Linked DNA regions of Ovis aries: region 2 is linked to region 1. Evidence: chromatin contacts called from public Hi-C data. All regions are on one chromosome and are shown on one strand. The core of a region is the stretch at or near the end of the contact, and the rest is flanking DNA. Distances in the headings are between cores, read along the strand shown.

Region 1 (5,664 bases), core at 137-2,636:
GCATTGACAGGCGGATTCTTATCCGCTGTACTACCAGGGAAGACCCAAGTAAACCATGATTTTGTTTAGAGCTATTGCTATCCCATCTAAATCTGGAAATCCTTTTATTAAATATTTGTGATTTTCCAGGCAGCCTGAGGGTGGCAGCAATGGACCTTAGGTCTCCGAACTAGCCTGGGCACCTTAAAGGAGCCACACACACTTAAGAGACTGCAGAGATGCTGGGGGGAAGTTGTGTTTGAAGCAACACAGGCTGGATGTTGTGTTTTTATCAATGTAGGGCTTAGGAAAATAAAAATTCAACTTTATGATCTGCAGATGAGACCTAGTGCCTCAAATTAACTGCTCCTGACAGGGCAGAAAACAGTGAGTCACTGTTTCTGTTGTCGTGATGCCCCTGAATCACGACAGGGGTTATTGTGAGCAACATTAAAGGGGGAATTTCTTCATAAGGTATTTCTCATGTTAATTAGAATAAAGAAAAATAACTGGAGAGTCAGTACTTAAGATGCATGTTGCAATATTATGAGACATAAAAATAATGGTAATGAATGTGTAACTATGGAAAAAATTATCTATTTATAATTACAATGAAAAACATAGGTGATACGTAAAAATAAGGTTTGAACGAAACCAGACACAAGAGTATATAAACTTCAAAAAAAAAAAAAAACAAGCAAAATTAAGGGATACACCCTTAGGTAGTCAAACAGAAAGAAAAGCAAGAAAATGATTACCATCACCACTTCTATACCATCAGTATAGTAGTTACCCCCGGGTAGAAAGTGATAGAAGGGAGGAAGGATTCTGGGATACTAGAAATAATTCCTTGACCCGAGTGGTGGTCATAGGTACGTTCACTTTGCAATAAGTCATTCTGTTGTATATTTATATTTTGTATATTTTTTTCTGCATGGTATGTTGTACAAAAAGAAGGTTTAGAGGACTTTCCTGGTGGCGCACACCTTCATGGATCACAGTCTTGTGGTGAAAAGACTTGCCGAACTCAATGAAGCTATGAGCCATGTCGTGCAGGGCCACCCAAGACAGGTCATAGCGAAGAGTTCTGACAAAAGGTGGTCCACTGGAGGAGGGAATGGCAAACCACTTCAGTATTCTTGCCTGAAAAATTCCATGGACAGAGGAGCCTGGCGGGCTACAGTCCATAGGGTCTCAAAGAAGACTGAAGAGACTTACACTGCCCTCAGACGTTCTGGGAAGATTTCAGGTGTGTTGGCTCTTCCAGCCGCTAGGTGGCGCCTGGAAGATTGCAGTCGGGCGGGCAGGACGCATGCGCAGTACTCAATTTCAGCAGCACACCCTACGCTCGCGCACGTGGGTTTGCACACACAGCGTGGATCAGTGTGCAGAGCGCTCATGAACGCGCAGTTACGTGCACTTACGTGCACATCGCTAACCGCGCTGTGCCGTTATCCCAGTATTTGTGCGAGCGGCTGAGCTGACCCCGCGATCCGGGATGTCCGAGCTGCCCGCGGACAAAGGTGTCCCACCGGCGGGCGCAGCAAATGACAACGGCGACGTCCGGCAGGGGGAGGTAGGCGGCAGGAGGCGGGAGCCGGCCCCCGCGCAGCCTGTGGAGGCCAGGGACCGTCCGATGGCGGCGGCCGGAGAAGGTCCGATGGCTTCACCCGTGGAAGGTCCAGTGCCGGAGGCCAGGGAAGGTCCGATGGCGGCGTCCAGAGAAGGCCTGGGGGCAGCGGCCAGGGAAGCCCGGATGGCAGAGGTCGCCCGATTGTTGGTGGAGCCAGCGGAGGAAGAGGGTCCCGAGGGCAGACCCTGGTCCAGGAACGGCCCGGGCCTGGCTGCGTTACCATATCTCCGCCTCCGTCACCCACTTGGCGTTTTAGGAATTAATTACCAGCAGTTCCTCCGCCACTATCTGGAACACTACCCGATTGCTCCTGGCCGAATTCAGGAGCTTGAAGGACGGCGCAGGAGATTTGTGGAAGCCTGCAGAGCCAGGGAAGCGGCGTTTGACGCAGAATATCAGCGGAATCCTCAGAGGATGGATTTTGATATTTTAACATTTAGTATAACTCTGACTGCATCTGAAATTATCAATCCTCTGATAGAAGAACTTGGTTGTGATAAGTTTATCAGTAGAGAATAGTTTAATGATGCAACTACTTTCAGAAGAACTCTGCCTTCAAGACAGTGTTGTATACCACTCCTGCAACTTGAATTTACAAAGTACGTGAGAATAAGGCAAAGCACAGCTGGGGGAAAAAAGGTAGCTTATCGAGAAAAACTCAGAAGAAATGAAAAAAAGATCAAAACCTTATGACTCTTTTGACGTCCTTTGAGTTTGTGATTGATCCAGATTCTTTTCCCTGCATTGTGGAAATGTCTTTTCAAATTGCTTCACTGAAGAGAAGAATGGTTTTCTAAAATTGAGGCTTGATGAAGAAAAACTGCCAAGAGAGCCCATGGTGAGGAAAGAAATCATCAAATAGCAGTGATAGGAATAGGAATTCCTGTAGGACTGGAAGGCCATGGAGAGAACCGGAAATTGTCAGTTCTGATAATTCCTCTTGAGTTTTCTTCACGTCGGTTTCAACAGAAGTTATTAGTGTAAGATTAGTTTTGTGTTTTATGAGGCATTTCAAAGGACAAGCAAAGTCAATGCTGTATATATTATACGATAAATTGTGTATTCAAGAATATCTGAAATTTCTGGATTTTTTTGCTTTTTTAATACCTTTTTGGTAAATATTTGTAAGCCCCCCAGATATAAACTGCACAATGAAAAGTCTTCTATCTCTGTCCCCTCTCCATCCAGTGCTTAGTACAATTCCCATCTATAACCACAGTACTTCTGTCTTTCCAGTTTCCCTATATATACACAAGTAAATGCAAAGCTGGGTGGTTTTTTTGGTTTTGCTTTCTTCATTACAGAAGTTGGCAAATTATATTTATTGATTTATGCATTGCATTTTCAGTAAGAACATAAGGATCATTCCAAACCACTATAGTTCCTCATTCTTTTTTAGAGGTGTATTTCATTCCATTCTGTGGTTATGTTGTAATTTATATAACCAGGAACATACTGATGGGTATTTAGGTTTTTTTCTATTGGCCAAAAAATAAAAAGCAATAATAGTTAATCTTGTCTGCATATCTCATAGCATGGGCACAAATACAGTATTACTGATTCTAAATGCAGTTTTCATATATGGACATCTCTGAAATTGAGGTCTATCTTACATTTGATGGTGAATACAGCATTTTCATAAAAATGATAGCACATCTTAGATTCTTTATTACATAGAATATCTGTAGTACGTGTGTGCATGCTAAGTTGCTTCAATCATGTCCAACTCTGTGCGACCCTATGGACTGTAGCCTGCCAGGCTCCTCTGTCCATGGGATTTTCCAGGCAAGAATACCAGAGTGGGTTGCCATGCCCTCCTCCAGATCTTCCCGACCCAGGGATTGAACCTGCTTCGAACCTGCATCTCTTACATCTCCTGCATTGGCAGTCTGGTTCTTCACCATTAGCGCCACCTGGGAAGCTCTCTGTACTACAAGATCGCTGTAGTTTGTAGGATTTCCAGAAGTGAGAATTTTGAGCTGAATGCACCCATTTGAAAGTTTACAGATATTGCTATGTTGCCTTCCATCCTTGTTGTACCCCTTTGCGTGGTCGGCATTTCCCCTATAGCCTCACCAACAGTGTTATCAAATGTCTGAATTTTGCCAATCTAGAAAGTTGAAAAATGGCATAAGAGTTTTAATTTGCTTTTCTCTCATTATGAGTGAAGTTAAATATCTCTTCGTTTGACTCGCATGTATTCCGTTTTCCATGAACTATCTGTTCATCTGTTTTGTATGTGTGTACTTTTATTTATTTGTTTATTTTTGGCTGTGCTGGGTCTTCATTTGCTGGGCAGGCTTTCTCTAGCTGCAGACAGCTGGAGCTACTCTCTGGCTGCAGTGCATGGTCTTCTCATTGTGGTGGCTTCTCTTGTTGAGGAGCTTGGGCCCTAGGGCTTGCGGGCTTCAGTAGCTGTGGCGTGTGGGCTCAGGAGTTGCAGATCCCAGGCTCTGGAGCACAGGCTGAAGAGTTGAGGCACACAGGCTTAGTTGCTCCAAGACCTTTGGGATCTTCCCAGATCAGGGATTGAGCCCGTGTTTCCTGTATTGGCAGGCAGATTCTTTACCACTGAGCCACCAGGGAAGCCCCTGTTCATCTCTTTTCTCTCTTTCTCTCCTGAATCATTTTGTCCTTTCTTGATCGATTGTGGTAACTACTAATGACATAGTGAGATATGATAATAGATTATAATGTGAGTTATGGATATTTTTTCCTCTTTTGTCATTTGTCTTTCATTTTCCTGAAAGCCTTTTGGCATGGAGACTTTTGCTTTTGTTTCCTCTTTTCTTTTAAACCTGCCAGATTTGGGGAATTCCTTACCTGTCCAGCGCTGGGGTGTGGGTTTGATCCCTAGTGGGGAAACAAAGATTCTGCAAGCTTCCAGGCATGGCCATAAAAAAAAGAAAGAAAAACCTGCAAGATTTTGAATCTCAAGGTTTTCTTGGTATGTATGTGTATGGTTTCATTACTCATATTTGAGTCTTTGAACCGTATGGAATTTATCCTGATGCGCACACAGTATGAAGTAACGATCCAATTTTCTTTTTCAGATGGCTACCTGGCTGCCCCAACACCAGTTACTAACTAGCCCAGCTTTTCCCTACTAACTTTGTTTAAAGATGCTTCTTCATCATATACCAAACTGTAGCTTAAATTTTCTGATTAATTTTACATGTAATGGTAATGGTCTTTGTCACTAAGTTCTGTCCCACTCTCTGTGACCCCAGGGATTGCAGCCCACCAGGCTTCTCTGTCCATGAAGTTTCCCAGCCAAGAAGACTGGAGTGGGTTGCCCTTTCCTTCTGCAGGGGATCTTCCCAATCCAAGGATCAAACCCACAGCTCCTGCATCTCCTGCCTTGGCAGGTGGATACTTTGCTGCTGGACCACCAGGGAAGCCCACCTCATTATACCCCATTTTCAGAGTGTTCTGGCTATTTTTGTTTATGTTTATTACTATATCAACCTCAAAGTCAGCTTACCTTATTTCAAACAAAGTTCTTTATTAGAATCACATTACATTTAATAAATCTGGAATAACTGCTATTTCTAACATATCCAAATGATTCGTTTTTCCATTTTTTAAAAATTGAACTTTATTTACTTGTTTATTTTTGGCTGCACTGGGTCTTCGTGGCTTTGTGCAGGCTTTTCTGTAGTTACAGCAAGCAGGGGTCACCCCTCTTCAGTGTGGTGTGCAGGCTTCTCGTTGCGGTGGCTTCTCTTGTTGTGGAGCACAGGCTCTGGGCTCACAAGCTCAGTAGTTGTGGCTCACAGGCTTAGTTGCTCCGCTGCATGTGGGATCTGCCCCATCATGTCTCTTGCATTGGCAGGCAGATTTTTATCCATGGCACCACCAGGGAAGTAAGTCCTGTTTTTCCATTTGTTGAAAACTTCCTGTGTATCCTCCAGAAGAGTATCAATGTTTGTCCTTAAATGAACGTCCCTCAAGTAGGTCTTTCATGGATCTATTCATTTATTTGTCGGTATTTTATCTTTATGGTTTTTCTATAGTAAATGAGGATTATCTGTGTTATATTTCCTTCCTTT
Region 2 (5,786 bases), core at 946-3,445, 330 kb before region 1:
ATGGAAAACTAATTAGAGTATCACACCACAATGAAGCTAAGTATCCTTTGATCAAACTTTTACTGTATAAGTTATATATATATACTTATAGAGGAGAAAGGGAGAGAATGTAAAATATGTAAAATATAGTTCTACTTTTTCATCAGACTGAAAATGCTCTGAAAAACACTATTACACCATCTTCCCTTGTTTGCCTTTGTAAGTTCCTGGCACATGGCAGGAAATAGTTAACAGCTGTTGAATGGACAGATGGGTAAACAACACCCCCTCTCACCCCCACCCCCGCCACGCACCTGTGGTAGAGCCCACGATGGCTGTATTCTGATCCACAGCCTCCAGAAACTGCCCGATAACCAATGGGATGCTCTGGATTCGTTTCACCTCCTCCTGGGCATGGAGGAACTCCTTCTTCAGGTTCTTTTGCTCATCCTTGATATACTCCTCCTGCACCTCCAGGAACTCCAGCTCTTGCTGCAGCTTCTGTGAGCAGACAGTGGAGAAGCAGGGATGGTTCCAGGCCTTGCTGAGCCAAGGAATGAAGGTAGGGGAAGTATGGGATGCTGGGCCCTGTGCAGGGTCCAGACTGGTTTTGTTAATTTTTTTTTTTATTGGCATATAGTTGATTTACAATGTTGTGTTAGTTTCAGGTATACACCAAAGTGAATCAGTTATACATATACTCACTCTTTTTTCTTAGTTTCTTTTCCCATTTAGGCCATTACAGAGTATAGAGTAGAGTTCCCTGTACTATACAACAGGTTCTTATTCCCTGGTAAAGATCCCCTGGAAAAGGAAATGGTAACCTTCTCCAGTATTCTTTTTTATTTTTTAATTGAAGGATAATTGCTTTACATAATTTTGTTGTTTTCTGCCAAATATCAAAATGAATCAGCCATAAGTACACATATGTCCCCTCCCTCTTGAACCTCCCTCCCATCTCCCTCCCCATATCACCCCTTTAGGTTATTACTGAGCCCTTGTTTTGTACTCCAGTATTCTTGCCTGGGAAATCCCATGGACACAGGAATCTGGTGGGCTCCAGTCCATGGGGTCACAGTCAGACAGGACTTAGTGACTAAATAACAACAACGCTGATATTTTGCGGACTGGCTTTGAATGTACCTTGTAGCGGCTGTAGAGGTCCTCCAGGTCCTCTGGCTCAGGCCCCAGGAAGGACAGGCCAGTCTGGGGCCGTGACACAGACAGGGCCGGGATCTCATCCTAGACCATGGAAGGAAACTCAGGTTGGAAGGTCCCCTTATGAAAGAATCTAAAGCCCCCCTCCCCACTTCACCATGAAGTCACTTGGCCCCTAATAGGTTCCTGACATTCAGCACCCTAAATAGATCCTGGGAACTTCTCAGCCCCCTAAAGACGTTCCTGAAGTCACCCAGCTCCTAACAAACTCCTTGGTCACAAAGCCTTCCAAACAGATCTGGTATCAGATGCCACTTGTAACATGTCCTCAATGTCCTAACTCCCGTCTAGGGCCTAAATGTCTGATCAACTCCTTACCAGACCCCAATGCCCTCCAGCCCCCCTCAACAGGTTTGAAATACTACAGGGATGCCTCAATTGATGGTGAAAGTCACCATGCCTTCATACAGTCCTGGTATTACTCAGTTACCCCCCAAATATCCCTCATGAACTCCAACTCACATTAGGCCCTTATGTCACCCAGCTCCCAGGCAGGCCCCCAAAATCACTCGGCCAGATTACAGATATTACTTGGCGCTCCAACACCAACTAAGCCCCAAATATCAGTCAGCTCTCCAGCTCAACCTCATATATCATTCGGCCCCATGGCCGAATCCCATACATCACTCACCACCCGACCCACCCCTAATGCCACTGGGCCTAGCTATGTCACAGCATTCCACCTAAACCTCGAAATCATTCAGCCCCAAAGAACCTCTAGCGTCACCGTTTCCCCAGCCCCGCTTCCCAAGCCCTAATACCATCACTCAGCCACCCAGACACCCAGCCCAGGCCTCGGATCGGCACGAAGCTCTCCACTGAGGCCTCCGAAATCACTCAGACCTACGCTTGGATCCCCAAAGTCACTCAGAATCCCAACCAGGTCGGCTTCGCCCTCTCCCCAAGACCCAAGCCCCACCGGACCTGAGCTTTCTCCACCAGGATACCTATCTCCTCCATAGTGACCAAGCCGGCCTCTGTGTGGCCCGGCCTAATCCAGTCACCGCTTCCGCTGACGCCACCGGAAAGCAAGGCCTGGATGGGTTCTGGGAAGCGTAGTTTAAGACACGGCTGAGAGAAGGTTGAATGGGCGCGGTAGGTAAAGTGCAGGGCGGCTTCGTCCTGAGCTCCGCCCCCAAGACTTGCTCCTGCGCACTTTGTACCTCGCGGGCGCGCGGGCGCGCGGGCGGGCCCGGGGAGGTGCGCGTCGGCAATAGCGCGCGGGGCCGCGGTCTCGCGCGGCTTTTTCTGGCGCTGGTTTTCGTGACAGCAGGTGGCGCTGCCCGCATTGGTTTTCAAACTGAGTAATTTCTCAGATATCTGTCAGATCTGGCCAAGTGCTCTTCTTTCTTGTTTAGAGGCTTGGGCAGGGTTCCGCAGAGGCGGGGGGTGGGGGGTGGGGGTGGGATGTCTTTAACGGGGTTTCTACGTGGGCTGCAGCCGAGGATTGCCCTCCGCGCGGAGCCAGGAAGACCAAGGCTACTCGTAAAGGGTGACACCCTTTACCCGGCTCCAGACCGGGGGTGAGGAGCTCCAAGCCCGCCATTACCGGTAGCCGGGAATCGAGTAGAACCCGCGCATTACGGATGGAGAAAGTGAGGCAGCGGTGCCAGGAGCTGGGTCATGCAGGCCCTGTTGCTTAAGTTTAACGTGCTCAACCCATTGAATCTTGACAGACATTATGTTCCCTCTTTCACTCTGATTGAAACTAGAGCGCGGGGGCCCAAAGCCTGTGCTTCCGGCCGCGGGAAAACACTGCCGCTTATCACACCAGCTACAGTTTTGTTAAGTAAACTTCGTATTCAAGTACAGAGACATACGTATCATTAAAAGTGAAGTCGCTTAGTCGTGTCCAACTCTTTGCGACCCTATGGACTGTAGCCTACCAGGCTCCTCTGTCCATGGGATTTTCCAGGCAAGAGTACTGGAGTGGGTTGCCATTTCCTTCTCCAGATACATATCCTTAGTGTACCGTTCAACAGATTTGCACAAAGCGAACACACCGATGGCTTTCAGGTGGCACTAGTGGTAAAGAATCTGCCTGCCAGTGCCGGATATGCAAGAGACACGGGTTCGAACCCTGGGGTTGGGGAAGATGCCCTTGAGAAGGAAATGACAACCTACTCCAGTAGTCTTGGGCTTCCCTGGTATCTCAGCTGGTAAAGAATCCACCTGCAATGCAGGAGACCCGGATTCGATCCCTGGGTCAGGAAGATCCCCTGGAGAAGGAAATGACAACCCACTCCAATATTCTTACCTGGAGAATCCCAAGGACAGAGGAGCCTGGTGAGCTCTGGTCCATAAGGTCACACAGAGTTGGATATGACTGAAGTGACTTAGCAGCAGCAGCAGTAGCATACATGGGAGAACCCAGAAAAACTGAGTAATCCCTTAAATATCTTAATTATCTCGCCTCTTCTACCTGTATCATTTCTAGATTTCTGTCTTCGAACTGTCTTCCAATGTGTTCTAATGGTTCTTCATCTCATCTATTGAGTCCTTCAGGTCCAGTTCTGTTTGGTTATTATTATTATTTTGAGTTTCAATTTCCTTGGTAAAGTATTCTTTCTGTTCATTATTTTTATTCCTAAGTTTACCAAACTGCTTTTCTGAGTTTTCTTGCAGCTCACTGAGTTTCTTCATGACAAGTATTTTGAATTCTCTATTAATTAGATAGCAATATTCTGTGAATTCCAGTTGAGCTATTTCAAATCTGAAAGATGATGCTGTGAAAGTGCTGCACTCAATATGCCAGCAAATTTGGAAAACTCGGCAGTGGCCACAGGACTGGAAAAGGTCAGTTTTCATTCCAATCCCAAAGGAAGGCAATGCCAAAGAATGCTCAAACTACTGCACAACTGCACTCATCTCACATGCTAGTGAAGTAATGCTCAAGATTCTCCAAGCCAGGCTTCAGCAATACGTGAACCGTGAACTTCCTGATGTTCAAGCTGGTTTTAGAAAAGGCAGAGGAACCAGAGATCAAATTGCCAACATCCGCTGGATCATGGAAAAAGCAAGAGAGTTCCAGAAAAACATCTATTTCTGCTTGATTGACTATGCCAAAGCCTTTGACTGTGTGGATCACAATAAGCTGTGGAAAATTCTTCAAGAGATGGGAATACCAGACCACCCGACCTGCCTCTTGAGAAACCTATATGCAGGTCAGGAAGCAACAGTTAGAACTGGACATGGAACAACAGACTGGTTCCAAATAGGAAAAGGAGTACGTCAAGGCTGTATATTGTCACCCTGCTTATTTAACTTCTATGCAGAGTACATCATGAGAAATGCTGGGCTGGAGGAAGCACAAGCTGGAATCAACATTGCAGGGAGAAATATCAATAACCTCAGATATGCAGATGACACCACCCTTATGGCAGAAAGTGAAGAGGAACTAAAAAGCCTCTTGATGAAAGTGAAAGAGGAGAGTGAAAAAGTTGGCTTAAAGCTCAGCATTCAGAAAATGAAGATCATGACATCTGGTCTCATCACTTCATGGGAAGTAGATGGGGGAAACAGTGGAAACAGCGTCAGACTTTATTTTTTTGGGCTCCAAAATCACTGCAGATGGTGACTGCAGCCATGAAATTAAAAGACGCTTGCTCCTTGGAAGAAAAGTTATGACCAACCTAGATAGCATATTCAAAAGCAGAGACATTACTTTGCCAACAAAGGTCCGCTTAGTCAAGGCTATGGTTTTTCCAGTGGTCATGTATGGATGTGAGAGTTGGACTGTGAAGAAAGCTGAGCGCCGAAGAATTGCTGCTTTTGAACTGTGGTGTTGGAGAAGACTCTTGAGAGTCCCTTGGACTGCAAGGAGATCCAACCAGTCCTTTCTAAAGGAGATCAGCCCTGGATGTTCTTTGGAGGGAATGATGCTGAAGCTGAAACTCCAGTACTTTGGCCACCTGATGCGAAGAGTTGACTCATTGGAAAAGACGCTGATGCTGGGAGGGATTGAGGGCAGGAGGAGAAGAGGGCATCAGAGGATAAGATGGCTGGTTGTCATCACTGAATCAATGGACATGAACTTGGGCAATTTTTGGGAAATGGTGATTAACAGGGAGGCCTGGCCTGCAGTCCATGGGGTCACAAAGAGTCAGATGCAACTGGGCAACTGAACAACAACTTGTGTCTACCAGTAGGTGGTGCAATAGCACAAGCTTTGGAGTTCTCTTGCGCGCTACCTCTGGTTATGAAAGTGAAAGTATTAGTCACTTAGTCCTGTCTCTTTGCGACCCCATGGACCCCATGGACTGTAGCCCACCAGGCTCCTCTGTCCATGAAATTCTCCAGGCAGGAATACTGGAGTGGGTAGCTGTTCCCTTGATTGAACCCGAGTCTCCTGCACTGCAGGCAGATTCTTTACATCAGAGCCACCAGGGACCCCCCAATTCTGGGTGCTCATTCTCAAATATTCAATACGTATAACTGAATATTTGAGAATGAGCACTTTCCACTCTTAGAGGCAGGTTCGATCCCTAGCTCAGGAAGATCCCTTGGAGGCAGGATGGCAACCCACTCCAGTATTCTTGCCTGAAGAATCCCCTGGATAGAGGAGGAGCCTGGTGGGTGAAGCCGGGCGG

What was found. A called contact is a pair of places that touch in the nucleus more often than the background predicts.
Region 2: a contact with region 1 is called in a Hi-C map of liver, with 2.3 times the contacts expected there. The contact joins the promoter of PSMC4 here to the promoter of LOC101116852 in region 1. A contact is called at or near these places in 3 of 16 Hi-C or Micro-C datasets (blood, liver and skin fibroblasts).

What each region holds. Positions count from the first base shown.
Region 1 is chr14:48,563,648-48,569,311 of ARS-UI_Ramb_v3.0, reverse strand. It overlaps LOC101116852 (EP300-interacting inhibitor of differentiation 2), which reads left to right and starts at 1,386. Exons shown (of 1, transcript XM_012190402.5): 1 at 1,386-5,167. The coding sequence starts at 1,478. The coding sequence ends at 2,131.
Region 2 is chr14:48,897,546-48,903,331 of ARS-UI_Ramb_v3.0, reverse strand. PSMC4 (proteasome 26S subunit, ATPase 4) reads right to left here and starts at 2,195. Exons shown (of 10, transcript XM_060398095.1): 1 at 2,122-2,195; 2 at 1,123-1,221; 3 at 294-480. The coding sequence starts at 2,157. It overlaps LOC132657692 (a long non-coding RNA gene), which reads left to right. Exons shown (of 3, transcript XR_009596209.1): 1 at 1-541.